Linked DNA regions of Sus scrofa: region 2 is linked to region 1. The links are chromatin contacts, called in public Hi-C maps. All regions are on one chromosome and are shown on one strand. The core of a region is the stretch at or near the end of the contact, and the rest is flanking DNA. Distances in the headings are between cores, read along the strand shown. Region 1 has its middle 41 kb from the start of GPR88. Region 2 overlaps CDC14A (dual specificity protein phosphatase CDC14A).

The links. A called contact is a pair of places that touch in the nucleus more often than the background predicts.
Region 2: a Hi-C map of liver shows a contact between it and region 1, with 1.8 times the contacts expected there. The contact joins two enhancer-like sites. A contact is called at or near these places in 1 of 5 promoter capture datasets (liver), 3 of 47 Hi-C or Micro-C datasets (fetal heart ventricle and liver) and 1 of 2 datasets of contacts at active chromatin or transcription factors (skeletal muscle).

The regions. Positions count from the first base shown.
Region 1 is chr4:117,580,840-117,584,350 of Sscrofa11.1, reverse strand. No RefSeq gene overlaps it. Among named protein-coding and RNA genes, the nearest start is that of GPR88, 41 kb to the left of the region's middle. Within about 2 kb of position 1,675, at least 4 of the 83 cell types and tissues checked have an H3K27ac peak or open chromatin away from gene starts, as enhancers often do. A contact at or near this core is called in liver, where this site is marked.
Region 2 is chr4:117,699,704-117,703,294 of Sscrofa11.1, reverse strand. It overlaps CDC14A (dual specificity protein phosphatase CDC14A), which reads left to right. Exons shown (of 16, transcript XR_002343573.1): 9 at 2,092-2,322. Among named protein-coding and RNA genes, the nearest start is that of GPR88, 78 kb to the right of the region's middle. Within about 2 kb of position 1,329, at least 13 of the 83 cell types and tissues checked have an H3K27ac peak or open chromatin away from gene starts, as enhancers often do. A contact at or near this core is called in liver, where this site is marked.

The DNA.
Region 1 (3,511 bases), core at 426-2,925:
GAAACTATCAGGGACTAAAAATCACTGCTTACATGAGCAGTTGGAGCAAATTATGGGAAAGAAGTACAAAAAACAAAGAAAAAAATTCAACTGCCACTTCTGAAGAGCCTAGAGAAAAAGCAGGGTTTTGGAAGCAAAAGCAGGGTACTAAGTATGCCCTCTGCACCATAAAAGGAACAAGCTTGTCCCCTTCCCAGTGACCGAAGTCCAAACAAGCAAGGAGAACTGTTGTTTGTTTTGCCCCCCCCCCCCCCCCCCCCCGCCCCCGCAGCAGGGGCCCTGAATAAAGCCTTGCCTGAATTTTCCTGTCTGACCTCTTCATCCATTTCTATTGATTACAGAGGTCAAAAACCCTGGCCAGGAGTTCCCCTTGTGAATCAGAGGGTTATGAGCCCGACTAGTACCCATGAGGATGGGGGCGCGACCCCTGACCTTCCTCCGTGGGTTAAGGATCCAGCCTTGCTGTGAGCTGTGGTGTAGGTCACAGAGGTGGCTCGGATCTGGCGTTGCTGTGGCTCTGGCGTAGGCCAGCAGCGGTAGCTCCGATGCCACCCCTAGCCTGGGAATTTCCTTATGCCATGGGTGCGGCCCTAAAAAAAAAAAAAAAAAAAAAAAAAAAATTATTTTCTACTCATTCTCTATGTTATCCTATTAGGGGAGCAAATTTCTTTACCTCCACAGTCATGGGAGTCACAGAGATCTGAACCAGTCTGTAAACCCCGTGGCTTTACGACAATACCAAATTTTCGCAGTAATTCCTAATTGTGGTAGTAAATACTTGCAGAGCACTTACTGTGGGCCAGGGTCTGTGTTAATCAAATTAATCATAATAACAACTTTACGGAGTACACTGTCAATTCGGTAAACGTCAAAGCAATTTTCTGACATCATGTAACGATTACTGGAAACCTTCGAATCTTAAAGTATTCCTTTCAGATCTTCCTTGGAAATGTTTTAAGGATCTCCGTTTCCCTCTTGTGTCCCAATTTCTCCAAGCAGAAGGAGCGTCATGTTTCTTGTTTTTCAGAGCAGACCTAGTCTTACAATCAGGCGAGACTTTCTTGCTTGTCTCAGCAGCTTTATTGAAAAGCACATCACATTCTACTGGCTGGGAGAAGGAGCTTTGTTCTGTTCTTTTAAAAAATGCACAATCGTGCACTTTATTAAAGCCAAAGTTAAGGAATTCTTTCTTTCTGGGCAGGCGCAAGGCAGGCCATGCCCTGGCAACCACTTTCTGTTACCCCAGGTGTCCTATTGGAGGCCTAGTGTGACCGTAATTGCCCCTTACATGTGCCTGGGGGTCAACGGTGTTGTTTCTTTTTTTTTCCTTTTTAGGGGCCGCACACGCAGCATATGGAAATTCCCAGGCTAGGGGTCAAATCGGAGCTGCAGCCACCAGCCTAGGCCAGAGCCAGAGCCACAGCCACGTGGGATCCGAGCCGTGTCTGTGACCCGCACCCCAGCTCACAGCCACACCGGATCCTCAACCCACTGAGCGAGGTCAGAGATCGAAGCCCTGTCCTCATGGATACCAGTCGGGTTTGTTAACTGCAGAGCCACGACGGGACCTCCCCAGGGATGTGTGTTAATGTCAGCCAGACTCCTCCTCTTCTCCAGAAAGAGGGCAATGCCAGCACCTCCGCTATTAGGACTGCAACCGTTTCCTCATTGAGCACGACCTTGGTTTCCCGTTTTGATAACCCAGGACAGCGTGTTCTCTTTCAGTTCGGCAGAAGTGTTGCTAGGTGGTGGTTGTTAGTCTATTAGATGCTTGTGTCCTTTGGAGGCTTGTTTTTGTATTTATTTCCACCACGAAGATCACGGGTTTTGAAACTGGCCGAAAACATTCACCCTCTGCACCAAGCCCCAGGTCACACTCCGTCTGGTGTCGTGAGAGAGCCTGGAAGCCACATCGTTGTCTCAGTGGTCATTGGCTCTGGGACGGTGCGAGCATCACTCAATCGCTTGGGGCCTTAGTTTCCTCAACGTGAAATCAGGAAATTTAGATACACTGTCCTAATAACAAGAGCTCACGTTGATCGAATGTTTTGCCATAAGCTTTAGAAGATGCTCCTGGTTGACAACAGCTCTGCCAGGCAGGGGCTCTTATTAACCCATTTTACAGATTTGACTGAGCTGGGGAGGCATTAGCTTCTTGGCTCGTTTACTGACCTGCTGTCCATAAACGGTGGAAATAGTGCTTGAGGCCAGGGCATCTGCCTCTTTATTCTCAGAGTGTGACCCACAGACCAGCAGTGTCAGCCACACCTGTGCACTTGTGACCAAGGCACACCCTTAGGCACACTCTGGCTCTTGGGGTGATTTCTAGGCACATACCTGTTGACTCACTTCCCTAGAACCCGTCTTCTCAATCCCCACATTGTGATTTTCTGCATCCAGTGACTTTTTCAGTGTCTGGGACATGGTCCAGTTAACTCTGGTTGGTTATGTGGTGGTTTCCCTGTCCCCCTGCTTTGTGCACCCCCATCCCTCGGGCAGCTGGGTGCCTGATGCGGGTGTCCCACGCCCAGAGAAGAAGCAGTCGACGGCCTGCAAAGAGTGTATTTTTCTCTTGTGACTGCCAGGATCCCATGGCTCTTGCACCACCAAGGTCAATGCATATTGAAGTTTTGCTGTTGCCAGAAATCGCTCTATTCCACAATGGAAAAAAAAAAAATACCCAACCCACTGGAAATTCTTCCCAGTATGAGAACATATGCCTGTTACATGCATAAACTTCCCCTCATTCCTATTAGAGGGCCTCTGATAAACATTATCAGTTCTAGGAGACTTCAAGGCGTTTGGTTATGTGAATTAAGCAGAGAACCCTGCATGCTTTCCTTTCTGGTGGACAAAAATCGAGTTATGTTTATAACTACCAAAGATAACAGATACTGTAAATACAACAATTTCATGTATAGCCAGATTGCTATTTAAACCTTAAAGGGCCTTTAAAAATTCTTTTGGGGGCAAAAATGGAATTTTAGTTTTTTCTAATCGATCCTAGTCACCATTAGACACCATGTCACCCCGATGTTGCTGTTGTTGTTTCTCCTTAAGAGTCTGAATTCTTTCCACTTAGCCACAAATAGTGGAAGGGATGATATTAAGTGTTGCCCTTATAGAGTGTTCAGACTCTAAAGAGAAAGGGAATTCCAGCGGGAAAGAGAAAAGGTATGTTTATGGATGTCTTTGAAAAAGTTTTTAAAAAGTCCTATTAGAAAAATTCAGAAACCATACTCAGATACAAGAGGAAAACAAGGATCATTCACGCTCTTACAATTCAGCACTGATAGCATTTTAGTGTATCTATTTTTCTAGACTTCTTTGGCCTGCATAGACATTTGCACGCTAGCTCGATATTTTACCCCAGATTAGGTCTTATTTCGTACACGGTTTTATAAATGCAGTCGTGGTTTCCCTTTGTGTCAACACACGGAGATGGGCATGTGATTTTTCTTGCCGGAAAGAATTCTTAGCTCCAGTAGTTCCGGGGTGTTGGCTCCTGTGT
Region 2 (3,591 bases), core at 80-2,579, 120 kb before region 1:
AGTTGATTTGAGTGTATTATTTGTAATGCCATTTACTGCTGATGGAAACTCAAATATGAAGAGAAGTTCTTACAGCCTTGGTGGAGGAGGGGAGGGGACAGACACCCAATGAACTGTGAGCACATTTCATGGGAGTCGCCACAGAGGTGCCAGGTATGCTAGGAACCCAGGGTCAGAAGCACTTGTCAGCCTGTCACACCAGGAGAAGGTCCCGTGCCACGTATTATGGGTCCTCTCCTTCCATTTCTCCCATGATAGAGAAGCTCCTGTTTCCTTATGCCAGCCTCAGTTATTTTCCCCTTTAGGCTGTAAAATGATTTGAGCAAATAAACCAACTAAGAAAACAGATTTGAATTTTTCCAAGTTGAAAGGCATGTTTTCTCTAAATGTGTATAAGTCACTGTTTCTGTGCAGAACATCGTGAATGAGCTTCATATTACCTGTTTGCTCCAAAGCAGCATGGCTTGTGAAAATAGCATAGCTGTACTGTGGATCGGTTAGGCCAGTCTGCTCATTCTGCCTCCAGTCATTGTGTGACCTTGGCCAGTTAGGGCTCTGTGTTGCAGGCAGCGGAACCAATTCTCATCAACGGAACCCAAAAGGCATACTGGAATTGTATTGGGGAGCTCACAGCCTTCAAGGGGAGGCTGGAGAATGAGGTTTAGAAAATGAACAGGATCTGAGAGAGCTCGTGTATCAGTAGGATCCAGCCTGAAATGGAAGCTACTTAATTTCGAACAGAGGGAATGCAGTATAAGGAATTTGTCAGAGAGAAGGCTAAAAAGTAAAAGGGTAACTGAAAAAAACAAAAACAAAAACGAAACCCCACAAAAAATCCAGCATATTAAGGAAGAAATAGCTATTGCCTTTAAGGCTGAGGGGACAGAAAAGAAAACGTGGGGTTCCCAGACCCAGGGAGCTGGGCGGGTGCTGGGAGCCTGAAGGCTGGTGCTTGCATCTGGGGGCTGGGCTTGCATTTGGCAGGAGAGCCTGATGCTGGGCTGTAGGCTGGTGCTGGGAGTGTCCTCCCTTCTGCCACTAAAGCCTTGCTGGCAGGAGGACAGGAGACCCCCCTTCTCCCTCCCTCGGCCTCTAGTTGCTCAGCTTGTGCTTCAGGGCCTCTCACTTTTCCCTCTGACAGGAAGCCAGTGGGAAAGGTAGCTGGGGAAGTGTAATACATGCAGCCCAGCCGAGGCAGCTGAGAGCTGGCTTGACCTGAGAGAAGGTGGGAAATGACCAGCAAGGGCAAGATCCGAGGCCGTGGAAAATTCAGCCAGGGACACAGTACAGAAACTGCTGGTTCACTTTACTGGCTGCTGCTGCCTACCTGGCTTAGAGCCCAGTACCATGGATGAGTTCCAGTGTAATCAGTGCGCTGAGAAATTAGTCCCCTTAACCCCTGGGGCTGCCCAGCAAGGCAAAGTGCCCACTGGTCACCTTGGTTGGCGGCCCAACTGTTTGTAACCCAGCCGACTGCTGCTCCCAGGAACACTCACCAGATGCTGAACCCACTCACCTTAGAAGGGGGTTGGAGGCTGAGCATCTGTTCTCCAAACAGAAAAGGTCTACAAAAAAAGATGCTAACTTCACCTCATGTAGTTTTGTAATCTGTTACATGGGGTTTACAATTTTTTTCTTAATAGGTTGTTTTGAGAATTAAAGGGAATTATCTGCCCTTGTGACTTGTGCATGGCAGGTGCTCAGGAAGCAGTCTGTTGCAGGGGTTGCGCTGTGGATGAAAACTGCAGGTCTGGCAAAAAGGCTTTCACCATAGTTCACAGGTGTTTGTCAAGAGGAGCCAAAAGCACAAAGAGTTATTCCGAGCCTACTGTGCACATCCGAGCGCCTCCAGAGGCCTGCTTCGGTTAAGGTGGAGTGCGCTCCCCAGCATTCAGAGCTTTTTCCAGTTGGAGAAGGTTTCTTTCCTTCCTAGGTGTTTCTCTCCGTTATTCAGACTGCTGGGCCCACCTCACTCATGAAATCGCTTTGCTCCCGATCTCTGTTGAGATGAAGGATCTTCCCTGCGAAGGGTGTTGGGGTTCCTAAGATGAAATGCGTCCCTCCGGCTCACAGCTTCTCTCTCTCCTTTAGGTTATCCGCTTCACGCCCCCGAGGCCTACTTTCCTTATTTCAAAAAGCATAACGTGACTGCAGTTGTGAGGCTGAACAAAAAGATCTACGAGGCGAAGCGCTTCACAGACGCCGGCTTCGAGCACTACGACCTCTTCTTCATCGACGGCAGCACACCCAGCGACAACATCGTGCGAAGGTTCCTGAACATCTGCGAGAACACCGAGGGGGCCATCGCGGTTCACTGCAAAGGTGCGCGCGAGGAGAAGGCCTGGGGTCCTGGGTTTCTGAAAGGGAAGCAGAACCAGTTGGCGCCTTGAGGGGGTTGGGGGGGGGAGAGTCATTTTTGGTTTCAGAAAACTGGAACGCAAGCCCCCTTAAGTAACCCCTTCCTAAAGAACGGGTTGCTTGGATGTGGACGGTGGGTGGGGAGTGGCTTTCTGGACAAGGCAGTTTTTCCGGCCTTACCTTCCCGAGTTCGGGCTCGCCGACCCCAGACGCCAGGAGGAGGGAATCACCGCAGCAGGCGGTAGGCTGGCAGGAACGTCTCCAAGTCTGTACCTTTGCCCCCAGGCAAGGGTTGCTGGTTCCCTCGTCCCTCCCTGCTCTGAAATTGTGGGTCCTTTTCCCACCCCCTCCGCCGCTATGCCCCTACTTCATGACCCCGCCGTCTATCTGGAGCCCCACTTCGCCTTCCGCGTTTCCTCTCCCCTGTTAGTCTTTTGCATCGCGGGACAGGGTCTTTCCCGCTCATTGCTGGGGGACCGCAGCCTACTGCGCTCATCGCTAGCTTCCCTGTCGCAGTTGTGTTACTGCCTCTTGAATGGAAGACTTAAGCTATGTGAATGCATCTCTGGTCTCCGGGAGTGGGTATTTTGTGGGGTTTTGTGTGTGTGTGTGTGTCTTTTTGCCATTTCTTGGGCCGCTCCCGCGGCGTATGGAGGTTCCCAGGCTAGGGGTCGAATCGGAGCTGTAGCCACCGGCCTACGCCAGAGCCACAGCAACGCGGGATCCGAGCCACGTCTGCGACCTACACCACAGCTCACGGCAACGCCAGATCCTTAATCCACTGAGCAAGGTCAGGGATCCAACCCGCAACCTCATGGTTCCTAGTCGGACTCGTTAACCACTGCGCCACAACGGGAACTCCAGGAGCGGGTATTTTGGGATAGAGGTGGTTTAGATTATAGGAGGTGTAGGGGCGCCAGATTTAGCAAATAAAAATAGTGGATGCTCCGTTAAATTTGAACTTTAGATAGTGAGGACTTCTCTAGCATGTCTCAAATATGGCACCAAACAGACATTCTGTTTTACCTGGAAATCTTGTGTCAGCTACTCAGAAAATGTGAAATAAGATTTGCTCTCAGCCTGGTTGTTAGCTTCTGAGGAGGCTCGCATTCGAGATTTTTCAGCACGGTGAAAGATATTTTACTGAGATTTCAGTGAGGGGATGGAGCCGGGACGGAACCTCTCGCTCCTCACGTGCAGCTTTTCATATCGCCACTGGGTGGTGCTGTTCTC